Linked DNA regions of Mus musculus: regions 1 and 3 are each linked to region 2. A link is a contact called in public HiChIP or PLAC-seq data. All regions are on one chromosome and are shown on one strand. The core of a region is the stretch at or near the end of the contact, and the rest is flanking DNA. Distances in the headings are between cores, read along the strand shown.

Region 1 (4,392 bases), core at 292-2,791, 420 kb after region 2:
ACTTGTCAAATTCTTTCATATATATATGAATACACACACACACACACATATCATTCCTACTTCTGGGAATTAAGAACAACGTAAATGTAAGAATTTTTCTAACACCTGTTATTATGTTTTTGTAGTTTTGTGTTTTACTCTTTATTTATTTTATTTTATTTTAAACCCTATTCCTCCCACCTAGAGCAGCTCTTGGCTGTGAACAAATTTTCTTAACCCATGTTCCTCGTGTCTTGAGGGATTCCTTGAGATCCTGTTAAAAACAATTCATGTCTACTTAATGTGTGTCCCATATTCTAGCCACTCTTCCTACCTTTCTCGGGTTTACTGTCGATGGAGTCCCCCATGCCCATTTCTCATCTCCTGTATCTACTCTCAGGCATTCCTTTACTAAGGACCACAAAGTAAAAGCTTCAATGGGCACCTTTTCAGGACCATGAGCAGCCTAAAAGCTTCTAATTCGCTCACCAATTTTATTCCATGTTTCCACATTAATAGTACCATCCCTAGGATGGTAGGCCTGGTCAGAGTCCCTCATTAACTTGTACCATGAAGCTTGGCCACAGGACAGCAGTAGATCCTCTATTTGGGGGATTCAAGAGATCAAATGACTCAGACAGCTGGGGCATTACTAGCTCTGCACTGCCACCCCAGGGACAGACAGAGCCCTAGTATGGGAAATATTTATTTTAGGAGAATTTATTTGTCTCCAAGAGAACTTACTGTTCCTCTTACAAAGAACAGGGTATTTTGTGTACATAATTTGTTACACACTCGTTGCCCACTGCTGCAATCTCTACCTAAGTTGATAAGTCCTGCAGAGTAACTTCAGTCAATGTCAAATGGTAACAACAACTAAATCAAACAGTAGCCATGAATTTGAAAGCACTGTGTATTTAATGCAAGGTAAATGAAAAAGAAATGAAATAACATCTGATTGGCTCTCCCGGAAGACCCGCCCCCTTCTCATCCCGCCGCCCGCCCCCCTCGGCACGCCCACAGCGGAGGACGGAACTGAGCGCACAGGCGCGGTGCTGCCTCTCTCAGCTGGTTTCCCGCCCTCCTTCCTTCCCTCCCAGTCCTCTCGCCCCTCCTCAGGCCCGAGCATCTTCCTCCTTCTGGCGCCATCCTTAGCTGAGCTTTCGCCAGGGAACGTCTTCCTAGTCCCTCAGGCAGCGGTGCGGGCGCGACCCTGCTCCACGCTCGCGGTTCCCGGGGAGGAGCATACCACCAGAGCACGGGGGGAGCCGCCCTGCCAACCGCGCCTCGGCGACCCCGTGGGGCTGAGTCGACGTCACACCAGAGCACGGGGGAGCCGGCCGCCCTGCCTCCCGCGCCTCGGCGACCCCGTGGGGCTGAGGCGACGTCACACCAGAGCACGGGGGGAGCCGGCGGTCCTGCCGCCTGCGCCTCGACGACCCCGCGGGGCTGAGGCGACGCCACACCCCGCAGCCTGAGCGCACAGCGGCCTTGACCCAGAACTCGGAGCCGCGAGCGCCGCCCCCACCCATCCGGACCACGGTCAAGGCCGAGACCGAGGAGCGGAGCCTGGACAACTTCTTCGCCAAGAGGGACAAGAAAAAGAAGGAACGGAGCAGTCGGGCGGCCAACGTTGCGAGCGGCACTGACGGGAGCAGCGCGGCGGCGGGCTCCAGGCCGGGCGATGGCCGGAGCTCGGTCTCAGGTGCCAGGTCGGGCGACTTAGGGAGCTCGGGCTCTGGTGCTAGGTCCAGAGACAGCGGGAGCGCGGGCCCGGCCGACAAGGCCATAACGAAGGATGAAAATGAGTGGAAAGAATTTGAGCACATAGAGGTTGATTACAGTGGATTAAGAGTTCAGGCAATGCAAATAAGTGAAAAGCAAGATGATGATAATGAGAAGAGAGAAGATCCAGGAGATAATTGGGAAGAAGGTAGAGGTGGCAGTGGAGCAGAAAAATCTCCAGGTCCCTGGAATAAAACCGTTCTGGTACAAGCGCCTCCTGCTCCAGTAACAGTTACAGAAACCCCGGGGCCAGCAATGCCCAGTGGTGTATTTAGGCCTCCTGAGGCAAGGCTAACCACAACAAGGAAAACACCACAAGGACCACCGGAAATATACAGTGACACACAGTTCCCATCCCTGCAGTCCACTGACAAGCATGTAGAGAGCCGGAAGGATAAAGAAATGGAGAAGAGCTTTGAAGTAGTAAGACACAAAAATAGAGATAGGGAGGAGGTTTCAAAAAACCAGGCCCTTAAACTTCAGCTAGACAACCAGTATGCTGTGCTTGAGAATCAGAAGTACAGCCACACACAGTATAGGTAAGGAATGGTCTTTGCTAAGCCTACGAAGGTAATTAGACCACAGCTAACCACCAAGAACAGCCATTCATCGTTTTGATTTATGGATCTACAGTGACTGACTGAAGACCTCAAAGTCCAGTGACTGTCCCTGTTGCATTATGGAAGTTCAAGAGTCACAACTGATCTTGATGTGTGTTGGATTTAGGGGTGTTTCATTGTCTTAAGTATTTGTGAATTAGATTCAACAGTGTTTCCATATTTGCTCTGTGTATAAAACCAAACCTGCAGCAAGTGGCCATTCAAACATCTTTACGTTCAGATACTGAGCCTTCGCAAGGTTGACTACCTCAGATTTGCTGCCCTTAGTTATAGATTTCATTTGGATCACATCTTCAACATAAGGTTACAGCTACTAGTGCCTGTGTGAACCTTGAAATCAACTCTACTGGATTCCTGTCAGAAAGCCTTCAGAAGTCAGACATCTGGGTTCTGATCTGCTGTAAATGATGAAGAGGTAAGTGACCTTAATTAACCTGTTCTGTGCCTCATCCTAAGGCAAACTCTGTAGGCTTTGCCTATGTTAGACTCCCTGGAACAAGCCACTGTCAGAAATGATGTGTTTGGATCATCTGTGTGGGGCTTATGATTTATAATTTAAGTTTTTAGTTGTATGAGATAACTGTGGATTTAATTCAACCAAACTTGGGTCCACCAAATGGGGAGTGGGTGGGGGGTAGACTTATTTCTTTGAATAATTTTTCATTCAGATAGTGTTGTTCGATTCCACATTAAGGCCTTGCTTTGACTTGGAGTAAGTTCTTTAAGGGCATATTGTGTGGAGAAATAGTCTGAAAGAAGCATTGGAATTGTAAAGTGCCCTAAGGATTTGCCAATCCTTAGGTGAAACCAGATAGCCTTTGATACATATAAAGGACAATGGATCTGCTGCACTCCAGGTGCTGCTCAAGCCTCCTAATCAGGTCTAATTGAATTGCTGTGGACGAGGTGTGGTGTCTCATCACTGCTGTGGACAGAGTATGGGGTCTGCTCAGGAGGAGAGGGTTTCTCTAACCTAGCTTTTAACAGTTCAAAGCAACAGGAGCAAAACACCCAAGTTGCGCAAGAATCTGGCATGGTGTCTGATAAATCCTTGTGTGTGCCCCAAATGTGAAGGTTATAGGCTATTCTGTAGATCCATTCATTGTTTAGCCAGCTCTTGACATTCACCTTTGGAATATGTTTGGTAATAACTTGGAGACGCAGGGGAATAGCCAGTAATGTAGCATTTCTGTTGTTAATAATTTCAATTTAACTATCTAGTAGTACTTGGCTCTCAGAAGAGGTTACTGCTAAATTTCTTTCTACTTAATGAAATAGCCTGTCAGTTACCTACTTTGTCACTACAGATGGTTCAGTACACATACTCTATGTTGGCATATGACTATGTGATATGATAGTAGTGCCCGGGTTTCTCTCTGTAAACGAATCCCTTTGTCAAACACAGTTCAGACTTGCTCACTACTGACAGGAGTGTAACAAGAAATGGATGTTTTCCCAGCTTGAAGCATGTTTAGTGGATTTAGGGCAGCAGTGTGGGAAGCAGGAGGTGGAGGCCAGTGTCTCCTACCAGACTGTATGCCACTTCTGGGCAATAATGCTGGCATGACCTGAACCAGCTAGGAGGAGGTGGGGTGATTAGAGACTTGAGATTCTTAGTTAAACTGAAAACTTCATTTGGGCACCAGAAACCTTAACAAATAATCTCACACCTTGCTTGAGCCACAAACTTCTATTAAAATATGCTTTACCCCAGCGTGACACACAAACACACTTTCTGTTTGGGGTTATGGTTTAAGATGTGAACAGAAACAAGATAAGGTTTGTTTAATGCCATACTGTACTGGAACGCTGAAGATCTGCAGGAGATGTAAATTCCAAGTCGTGTTATTTTTTAACATTGTGAAATTATCAAAATGCACATGAATCAAGTTTTAATAACACTGTCTGGGTGGATGAGGCTGTCCATTGCACCATTTCTTTCTTTGGGTTCTCAGGCATGGTTCCTACAGTTTAAGAACTCTGTAACATTTAACAATGAATAAATAGT
Region 2 (4,993 bases), core at 2,103-4,602:
CTTACCTTGTACCCCTCACACAATGATTGTCTTCATTCTATAACTATTTATACACACACTTCTTGTCTATGGTACAACAAGCATATGGTGATGGTTGACAAAATATGTCTAGGTAAAGTCACTGTTTGAGTTATGTGGAAGACAGCATGTGTATATTGATAAAGATGCAAGTCCTTGGCTCAGGATAATTAACCATACCATGTTTGAAGAACATGGAGACTGAAGCTCACTGGATTTGGAACATTAACTATTTGTGGAAGAGCATCGTAAGATAAATAATAACAGCCACACTATAGGAGCCTGATGGGCATTTCTAGAAGAACTTCAAGTGGCTAGATTTTAAGGAACCCACTAGGTCTATGTCAGTACCTTTCAGGGAAAGGACACTTCTCAGGTGCAGGGCAACTGATGGGACAGCATGGGGATTGGATACACATGGAGTAGGTGGAAAGTGTTATTCCTTGGTTGTAATTGGTTTTGTTACAGGAGAACTCTGAAGAGGGACTGAGGGCCTGAAGGAAGAGAGTGGGATCAACAGCCCATCCTTGCCAGTAGGAGTCTGGAGCTGCATGGTGTGGAACTAGGACTAGAGAACACTGCCTGGGGACTCACAGTATTGTCCCCAAGTTAAGCCTTGTGGAAATTTTCAGTCACCAGAGCAGTGGCAGGAACTGCAAACAAGAAGACTTGGAAACTCCAAGGTCACAGTAACTACGATGCTAGTGGATGGACAGACAATGGACCATGATTGAAACTCCTTACTCTGCTGCTCATAAGAACACTGATCTTCAGATTCTACTGTGCATTTCATAACTGTGTAATTAAATTGCTGACTATGTAAATGTGACTTATCCTGATTTTTTTATTCATCTTATTGTTGCCAGAATACTTACATAATAATTTCTGAGAGAATGGGATTGTTTGTTGGAAACATGGTTATATTTCTCTGGTGGCAGGTTCAAAGCTCATACAATTCACATTCATCCATGTTTTTTAACGCTGCTATTTAATCACTGTGCTAGTCAAGATCTTTGCCGTTGGAGATTATGCATCCACTGGGAGGTTTAAAAATTAGTCCCATAAGGATCACTGGAGTTTTCATTGACTTTTAAGCAATATTTATCAATTAAAAAAAATTAGCTGTCTTTAGATTTATCATTATATAAACATTTATTTTTAATTTTTTTATTTTTCCAATTTTTTATTAGGTATGTTCTTCATTTACATTTCAAATGCTATCCCAAAAGTTCCATATACCCTCCCCCCTTGCTCCCCTACCCACACACTCCCACTTCTTGGCCCTGGAGTTCCCCTGTACTGGGGCATAGAGACATGAGTTCTGGGGGTACTGGTTAGTTCAAATTTTTGTTCCACCTATACGGTTGCAGACCCCTTCAGCTCCTTGGGTACTTTCTCTAGCTCCTCCATTGGGAGCCCTGTGTTCCATCCAATAGCTGACTGTGAGCATCCACTTCTGTGCTTGCCAGGCACAAATTATTGCTGGTGTATGCAATAGTGTCTGAGTTTGGTGGCTGATTATGTGATGGATCCCCAGGAGCAGCAGTCTCTGGATGGTCCATCCTTTCGTCTCACCTCCAAACTTTGTCTCTGTAATTCCTTCCATGATTGTTTTGTTCCAAATTCTAAGAAGGGGCGAAGTGTCTACACTTTGGTCTTCATTCTTCTTGAGTATCATATGTTTTGCAAGTTGTATCTTGGGTATTCTAAGTTTCTGTGCTAATATCCATTTATCAGTGAGTACATATTATGTGAGCTCTTTTGTGATTGATTGGGTTACCTCACTTAAGATGATGCCCTCCAGATCCATCCATTTGCCTAAGAATTTCATAAATTCATTGTTTTTAACTGCTGAGTAGTACTCCATTGTGCAAATGTTCCAAATTTTCTGTATCCATTCCTCTGTTGAGGGACATCTGGGTTTTTTCCAGCTTCTGGCTATTATAAATAAGGCTGCTATGAACATAGTGGACCATGTGTTCTTATTACCAGTTAGAACATCTTCTGGATATATGCCCAGGAGAGGTATTGCTGGATCCTCCGGTAGTACTATGTCCAATTTTCTGAGAAACCGCCAGACTGATTTCCAGAGTGTTTGTATAAGCTTGCAATCCTACCAACAATGGAACAGTGTTCCTCTTTCTCCACATCCTCTCCAGCATCTGCTGTCACCTGAACTTTTGATCTTAGCCATTCTGAGTGGTGTGAGTGGAATCTCAGGGTTGTTTTGATTTGCATTTCCCCAATGATTAAGGATGTTGAACATTTTTCTAGGTGCTTCTCAGCCATTCCATATTCCTCTGTTGAGAATTCTTTGTTTAGTTCTGAGCCCCATTTTTAAATTTTTTTTTAAAATTTTCTGGAGTCCATTTTCTTGAGTTCTTTATATATATTGGATAATCCTCCCCTATCTGATTTAGGATTGGTAAAGATTTTTTCCCAGTTTGTTGGTGGCCTTTTTGTCTTATTGGCAGTGTCAAGGCTGCCCACTTTCTCCCAACCTATTCAATATAGTACTTGAAGTCCTAGCCAGAGCAATTTGACAACAAAAGGAGATCAAGGGAATACAAATTGGAAAGGAAGAAGTCAACATATCACTATTTACAAATGATATGATAGTATATATAAGTGACCCTAAACATTCCACCAGAGAACCCCTACACCTGATAAACAGCTTCAGTGAAGTAGCTGGAAATAAAATTAACTCAAACAAATCAATGGCTTTTCTCTACACAAAGAATAAACAGGCTGAGAAAGAAATTAGGGAAACAACACCCTTCACAATAGTCACAAATAATATAAAGTACCTTGGTGTGACTCTAACTAAGGTAGTGAAAGATCTGTATGATAAGAATTTCAAGTCTTTGAAGAAAGAAATCAAAGAAGAAATCAGAAGATGGAAAGATCTCCCATCCTTATGGATTGGCAGGGTCAATATAGTAAAAATGGCTATTTTGCTGAAAGCAATCAGATTCAATGTAATCCCCATCAAAATTCCAACTCAATTCTGCAAAGAATTAGAAAGGACAATCTGCAAATTCATCTTGAATAACAAAAACCTAGGATAGGAAAAACTCTTCTCAATGATAAAAGAATCTCTGGTGGAATCACCATGCCTGACCTAAAGCGGTACTACAGAGCAATTGTGATTTAAAACTGCATGGTACTGGTATAGCGACAGATAGGTAGACCAAAGGAATAGAATTGAAGACCCAGAAATGAACCCACACACCTATGGTCACTTGATCTTTGACAAGGGAGCTAACACCATCTTTTAAATAGAAAACTTGTTCAATGCCTGACCCCCATGGTGCCTGTCAACCACCCTAAATGTCAGTTTGGGACATCTGATGCCTTTTTCTGAGTCCAGTTAGCAACAGCACAGAGCATATTACACATATGCTCTGTAAAGAGGTAAAACTCTGCTAAAATTAAAAAAAAAAGAAATCATTGAAAATGTATGGAAAAATATGGTATGAATTTTCTTCTTCATATTCTGTCTGTATAATCAATTTTGTATGAAACTATTTTAAATATTATTTTCCTATTTCAAGATTTATCTTCAAGATTTTCCTAATGACCATGTAATTGACTTTCTATATAAGAATAAATATTAGGGATTTTATAATTTATTGAACTGTGCATATGAATGATGAGATCACCACTCTATTCATACCTCTGTGTATGTTAATAAACATAGAAATGATAATTGTAATGCATTGTAAAATTAGGACAATTCAAATTTCTATACTTTTTTGGTCTGAAATATTTGGAGAATTCTTTAGACAATCATCATTTCACCTTGCAAGCAGTACATGCATATTCACATGTCATGCTTCTATTTTCTATTTTCCATGTAAATGAAGGTCTTCCTATTCTTCATGTGTATCTTTTAGATTGAAGTTATTTGCTCACACTAGATCACAATATCAGCCCTTCCTCTTCTCCCTATAACCCCTCACACAAGTCTCCCCTCATTCTACTTAGAAGCAGGAATCCTTGACGATTGTATGTAGAACAAGTGAAGATATTTGCCTAATCTATAGGTATCCTGATCATGCTGTCTTTTGACTTACAGAAGGGTTTCACATTTATGATGTTCCATTTATTAATTCTTGACCTTAGTATCAGGGCTATGGGTGTTCTATTAAGGAAGTTGTTTTCTATTCCAATGAGTTCAAGGCTATTCCCCACTTTTTGTTCTATTAATTTAGATGTGTATAGATTCATAATGAGGTCTTTGATTCATTTGGACTTGAGTGATATGCAGGGTGATAAATATGGATCTATATGCATTTTACTGCATGAAGACATCCAGTTAGACCACATCATTCATAGAAGATGCTCTCCACTTTCAATGTATGGTTTTAGCTTCTTTGCCAATAATTGTGTCCGTAGGTGAGTGGGTTTATTATTGTGTGTTCTATTGAATTCCAATGATCCACCTATCTAGTTCTATACCAGTACCGTGCAAAATTTTATTACTAATTTTTGTGCTGTAAAGCTTAAAATTACAGATATTGATGCCTCCAGAAGTTCTTTTTGTTGTTGTTCAGAAATATTTTATCTATCCTGTGTTTTTTTGCTTTTCCATATGAAGTTGCGATTTTTTCTTTCAAAATCTGTGAAGAATTGTGCTGGAATTTTGAAGGGAATTGCACTGAATCTCTAAGTTTCTTTTTGGTAAGATGGACATATTCATTATGTTTATCCTATTGATATATGAGCAAGGGAGGTATTTCCAACTTCTGATATTTTCCTGTTTCTTTCTTCAGATACTTGAATTTCTTGCCATGTAGCTTTTCACTTGCTTACTTAGAGAAATGTGAATGCATTTTATTTATTTATTTATTTATTTATTTATTTATTCATTTATTCATTTATTTATTTATTTCTGTATGGCTAATGTGAAGTGTTCTGTTTCCCTAACTTCTTTTTCAGGCTGTTTATCAGCCTGTTTATTTGTGTGGAGCAG
Region 3 (4,931 bases), core at 339-2,838, 490 kb before region 2:
GTCACCACAATGGTAAACAAGTAGCCCTGCCATTTGAAAGGTGTCCATGAGCACAGAACCCTGTTCTTTAAAGCCAGACCCCCAGGTCTGGGCTTGTGCTTCTGAGCTCTCACTTCCATGCTTAGCTAGAATCCATTTTAACCTCTCACAGTCATCACAACCCTGGAGGTTACATGAGAATCCTGGAACTCATTATAATCATAAAAAGAGTTGACTTCCTAGCAATAGTCTAATGAGACCTGGGTAAACCTCGAGTCTTCTTTCCCCAGCTTATGCTGATATGCATGGGTGTACATAGAGTATTACAGTGAACAATCAGGAAACTATTTATGAACAAACAGTGTAGTATGCATTGTAATTTTGTTCTAGTTTTCTTTCCTTCATACTTTCTTTCTTTTCTTTTCTTTTTCTTTTTTTTTTGACAAAAATCTAGACAGTTTTCCAAAGGAGTTTCTCTTTAGTGCCTGACCCTTCAAGCAGTAAATAATACTGTGCCTTGACCTAAAATCATGTTAATTTTCTCCAAGACTTATAATTTGTCTCCCACAGGTTCTCTCTGTATTATTTTTATTTGCCTTACTGCATTTTATTTGTTGTTGTTGTGTTTTTTTTTTTTTTTTTTTTTTTTTTTTTGGTTTTTTGAGACAGGGTTTCTCTGTATAGCCCTGGCTTTTGGGAACTCACTCAGTAGACCAGTAGACCAGGTTGGCTTCAAACTCAGAAATCCTCCTGCCTCTGCCTCCCAAGTGCTGGGAATAAAGGCATGAGCCACCACACCCAGCTTTTTTTTTTCTTTTGGCATTTCTAAGCACCCATTGAACTCAATTTTAATATTTTATAGTGTCCGCATTTCCTTCAGGCATCTGGTGTTATTTTCTTGCCCATGATTCATTTTGTTCCTGTCTGAGTGGATTTACATGTTTAAAAACTTTAATCTCCTTGGTCATTACTATGGGTTTTCAATTTTTATCTTGGATATCACGTAAACTGTGCTCCTTATAGGATACATATATGGTTTGTGGTTTGAGCCAAGGACATTTTATCATAGTTTCTGTTTGTTTTGGATGTCTGTTCTGAGCATCAGAATTCAGAAGGATTGCTTAATTGTGTGCATTTTTAGCCCAGATTGCTAGACCCACAATATGAGAAGTTAGACAGGATTAGTTGTATCTGAAGGGTTCAGAACCCAGGTGCAGTGTCCTAGTACATCCAGTTCTTGTCTAGTCTAGCAGCAACCTTGTGGGGAAGCTGTGCAGAGTAGGTCCTGGGAAGTTGTGTGGAAGGCAGCCTGAAACAGAATTGGAGGAGTGGTTCCTGATTGGGGAGTGTGGGATTCCCGCATGATTTGATGAGTTTAATGAAAAGACAAATTTAAAGCACAGGAACAAGCAAGCAAGCAAGCAAGCAAGCAAGCAAGCAAGCAAGCAAGCAAGCAAGCAAAACTCCAAAACAACAAAAATTGCTGTGAAGAATTGGGAAGCTAATTAATTAAAAGGTCCTGAAGTAGGTAGGCTTAGAAGAATTGCAGGAAGCTGCTGAATATTGAGCGGGTCCAGAAGGAGGGGCTAGGCAGAAGTGAAGGGAAGTTCTGCCATTTCAGCATTCTCCTTGTATCTCTGCTGCCTCCTGGTCCGGAAGTCCTGGAGGGAGACCAGTGCCTAGTATTTGTGGAAACTGAAAAACTTCCATAAGCTGCAGTTGTTGTGCTGGCCTCTTAGGACCTTCAACAGCTGGTCCTGTCACCTTCCAGGTCAGAGGAGAGGTTGGGCTGGGAAATGGGCAGGAGTAGGGCAGGCGTGTGGGCAGGGCTGCATTTTCTGCTACCACTCTCACAATTGCGTTTAGGAGTTCTCTGGTAGAATTTTTGGGGTCACTCATATATACTATCTTATCATCTGCAAATAGTGATATTTTCACTTCTTCCTTTCCAATTTGTATCCCCTTGATCTCTTTTTGTTGTGGAATTGCTCTGGCTAGGACTTCACGTACTACATTGAATAGGTAGGGAGAAAGTGGGCAGCCTTTTCTAGTCCCTGATTTTAGTGGGATTGCTTCGAGTTACTGTCCATTTAGCTTGATGTTGGCTACTGGTCTGCTGTATATTGCTTTTATTATGTTTAGGTATGTGCCTTGAATTCCTGATCTTTCCAAGACTTTTATCATGAAGGGGTGTTGGATTTTTCAAATGCATTCTCAGCATCTAATGAGATGATCATGTGGTTTTTGTCTTTGGGTTTGTTTATATAGTGGATTACATTGATGGATTTCCATACATTAAACCATCCCTGCATTCCTGGGTTGAAGCCTACTTGGTCATGTTGGATGATTGTTTTGATGTGTTCTTGGATTCTGTTTGGGAGGATTTTATTGAGTGTTTTTGCATTGATATTCATAAGGGAGATTGGTTTGAAGTTCTCTTTCTTTGTTGGATCTTTCTGTGGTTTAGGTATTAGAGTAATTGTGGCTTCATAGAATGAATTGGGTAGAGTACCTTCTGTTTCTATTTTGTGGAATAGCTTGAGAAGAGTTGGAATTAGGTCTTCTTTGAAGGTCTGATAGAATTCTACACTAAACCCATCTGGTCCTGGGCTTTTTTTGGTTGGGAGACTATTAATGACTGCTTCCATTTCTTTAGGGGAAATGGGACTGTTTAGATCATTAATCTGATCCTGATTTAATTTTAGTACCTGGTATCTGTCTAGGAAGTTGTCCATTTCATCCAGGTTTTCTAGTTTTGTTGAGTATATCCTTTTGTAGTAGGATCTGATGATGTTTTGGATTTTCTCAGGTTCTGTTGTTATGTCTCCATTTTCATTTTTGATTTTGTTAATTAGGATACTGTCTCTGTGCCCATAGTTAGTCTGGCTAAGGGTTTATCTATCTTGTTGATTTTCTCAAAGAACCAGCTCCTGGTTTGTTTGATTCTTTGAATAGTTCTTTTAGTTTCCAGTTGGTTGATTTCAGCCCTGAGTTTTGTTATTTCCCGCCGTCTACTCCTTTTGGGTGAATTTTCTTCCTTTAGTTCTAGAGCTTCTAGATGTGCTGTCAGGCTGCTAGTGTATGCTCTTTCTAGTTTCTTTTTGGAGGCACTCAGGGCTATGTGTTTTCCTCTTAGGACTGCCTTCATTGTGTCCCATAAGTTTGGTTATGTTGTGACTTCATTTTCATTAAACTCTAAAAAGTCTTTAATTTCTTTATTTCATCCTTGACCAAGGATCATTGAGTAGAGTGTTGTTCAGTTTCCACATGAATGTTGGCTTTTTATTATTCATGTTGTTATTGAAGATAAGAGAGGATACATGGGATAATTTCAAAATTTTTGTATCTGTCGAGGCCTGTTTTGTGACCAATTATATGGTCAGTTTTGGAGGAGGTACCATGTGGTGCTGAGAAGAAGATATATCCTTTTGTTTTAGGATAAAATGTTCTGTAGATACCTATTAAATCCATTTGTTTCATAACTTCTATTAATGTCCATGTGTCTCTGTTTAGTTTCTGATTCCAGGATCTGCCCATTGGTGAGAGTGGGGTGTTGAAGTCTCCCACTATTGTTGTGTGAGGTGCAATGTATGCTTTGAACTTTACTAAAATTTCTTTAATGAATGTGCCTGCCCTTGCATTTGGAGCATAGATATTCAGAATTGAGAGTTCATCTTGGTAGATTTTACCTTTGATGAGTATGAAGTGCCCCACCTTGTCTTTTTTGATAACTTTGGGTTGGAAGTCAATTTTATCGGATATTAGAATGGCTACTTCAACTTGTTTCTTTGGACCATTTGCTTGGAAAATTGTTTTCCAGCCTTTCACTCTGAGGTAGTAGTGTCTGTCTTTTTCCCTGAGGTGGGTTTCCTGTAAGCAGCAAAATGTTGGGTCCTGTTTGTGTATCCAGTCTATTAGTCTGTGTCTTTTTATTGGGGAATTGAATTCATTGATCTTATTTTACACTTTTTATCTGCTTAGATACAAAGAAAATTATTTCTTTTAAGTAATCCTTGAATTTTGACTCCATACTCTATTTCTTTGGTCTAGAAAGGATGCTGCATTACATATTGTCCTTAGGATCTCAACTGAGCATTTTAGACTAGAGTCTGCCTGTTGAAACCCAACTGAATACAAGATAGATACAGGGTCCACATTTGATCAAAGCTGACAGTTGTAGTTTTTTTTTAGTCACGATTATTTATAATCTGATGTGTGATACTTCGATCAATATTGTTATTAAAAAACTGTTCTTAAAGACATATTACTACATCCAGACCTCAAATATATACTTTATTATGTCTCAATATTTCCTGACTGTGAGGCCATTATGTCACTTACTTTTTACTGAAAGAAAAAGACACCATATATGTTATGATGATTTTAGATGATATCATTTTTTAAAATGGCCACATAATTCTTATGACCTAACATATATTCTGTTCTTGATTAGCTTTCAGAATATGACATGATTTTTTTTCTCTGAAAGGGAACCTTAAATCCAATCATAATGTTTTTCTATATTTTTGTCTGCTGCTTTCCTAAAGCACCATGATCAAGGAAAGTAATAGAAGAAAAAGACCACTTTGGGTAATGCTTCCAAAGGATAACTATCCACCATGGTAAGGAGGCCTGACAGCAAATAGCCATGTTGTTGAAATAGAAAGCTGAGAGATCACATCCTCACCTCCATTCACTAAGGAGGAAGAGAGAATTAAGGTGGTGTTGGTCTTCTCTTTTTCTCAGAGCCTACCACCAGTGTCATTCTTTATTCAGTAAGGTTCCAAAACTAAATTTTGGAAAACATTGTGACCAACTGGGGATCCAACTTCAAAAGTATAAGCCAATGTGAGACATACTCATTCAGAACTATATAGGCAGTCTTTAATATCCTTTCACATTTTAGCCAGTTTTGATATCAACATAGTAAATATATATTTAATTTCTTGTTT

What was found. HiChIP or PLAC-seq counts read pairs in DNA pulled down with a chosen protein or histone mark.
Region 1: an H3K4me3 HiChIP or PLAC-seq map of embryonic stem cells shows a contact between it and region 2, with 2.7 times the contacts expected there. The contact joins two enhancer-like sites. A contact is called at or near these places in 2 of 115 datasets of contacts at active chromatin or transcription factors (embryonic stem cells and stem cell-derived neural progenitor cells) and 2 of 9 other capture datasets (embryonic tail and embryonic trunk).
Region 3: an H3K27ac HiChIP or PLAC-seq map of embryonic stem cells shows a contact between it and region 2, with 29 read pairs. The contact joins two enhancer-like sites. A contact is called at or near these places in 2 of 15 datasets of contacts at CTCF or cohesin (both in the NIH/3T3 cell line), 1 of 484 Hi-C or Micro-C datasets (nephron progenitors), 23 of 115 datasets of contacts at active chromatin or transcription factors (bone marrow-derived dendritic cells, cardiomyocytes, differentiating embryonic stem cells and 9 more) and 3 of 9 other capture datasets (embryonic stem cells, embryonic tail and embryonic trunk).

What each region holds. Positions count from the first base shown.
Region 1 is chr4:146,473,805-146,478,196 of GRCm38.p6, forward strand. It overlaps the pseudogene Vmn2r-ps16 and the pseudogene Gm13241. Among named protein-coding and RNA genes, the nearest start is that of Zfp981, 26 kb to the right of the region's middle. Within about 2 kb of position 1,542, at least 13 of the 459 cell types and tissues checked have an H3K27ac peak or open chromatin away from gene starts, as enhancers often do. A contact at or near this core is called in embryonic stem cells, where this site is marked.
Region 2 is chr4:146,052,194-146,057,186 of GRCm38.p6, forward strand. No RefSeq gene overlaps it. Among named protein-coding and RNA genes, the nearest start is that of Zfp987, 43 kb to the right of the region's middle. Within about 2 kb of position 3,353, at least 10 of the 459 cell types and tissues checked have an H3K27ac peak or open chromatin away from gene starts, as enhancers often do. A contact at or near this core is called in embryonic stem cells and expanded potential stem cells, where this site is marked.
Region 3 is chr4:145,563,048-145,567,978 of GRCm38.p6, forward strand. No RefSeq gene overlaps it. Among named protein-coding and RNA genes, the nearest start is that of Gm13212, 20 kb to the right of the region's middle. Within about 2 kb of position 1,589, at least 5 of the 459 cell types and tissues checked have an H3K27ac peak or open chromatin away from gene starts, as enhancers often do. A contact at or near this core is called in embryonic stem cells and expanded potential stem cells, where this site is marked.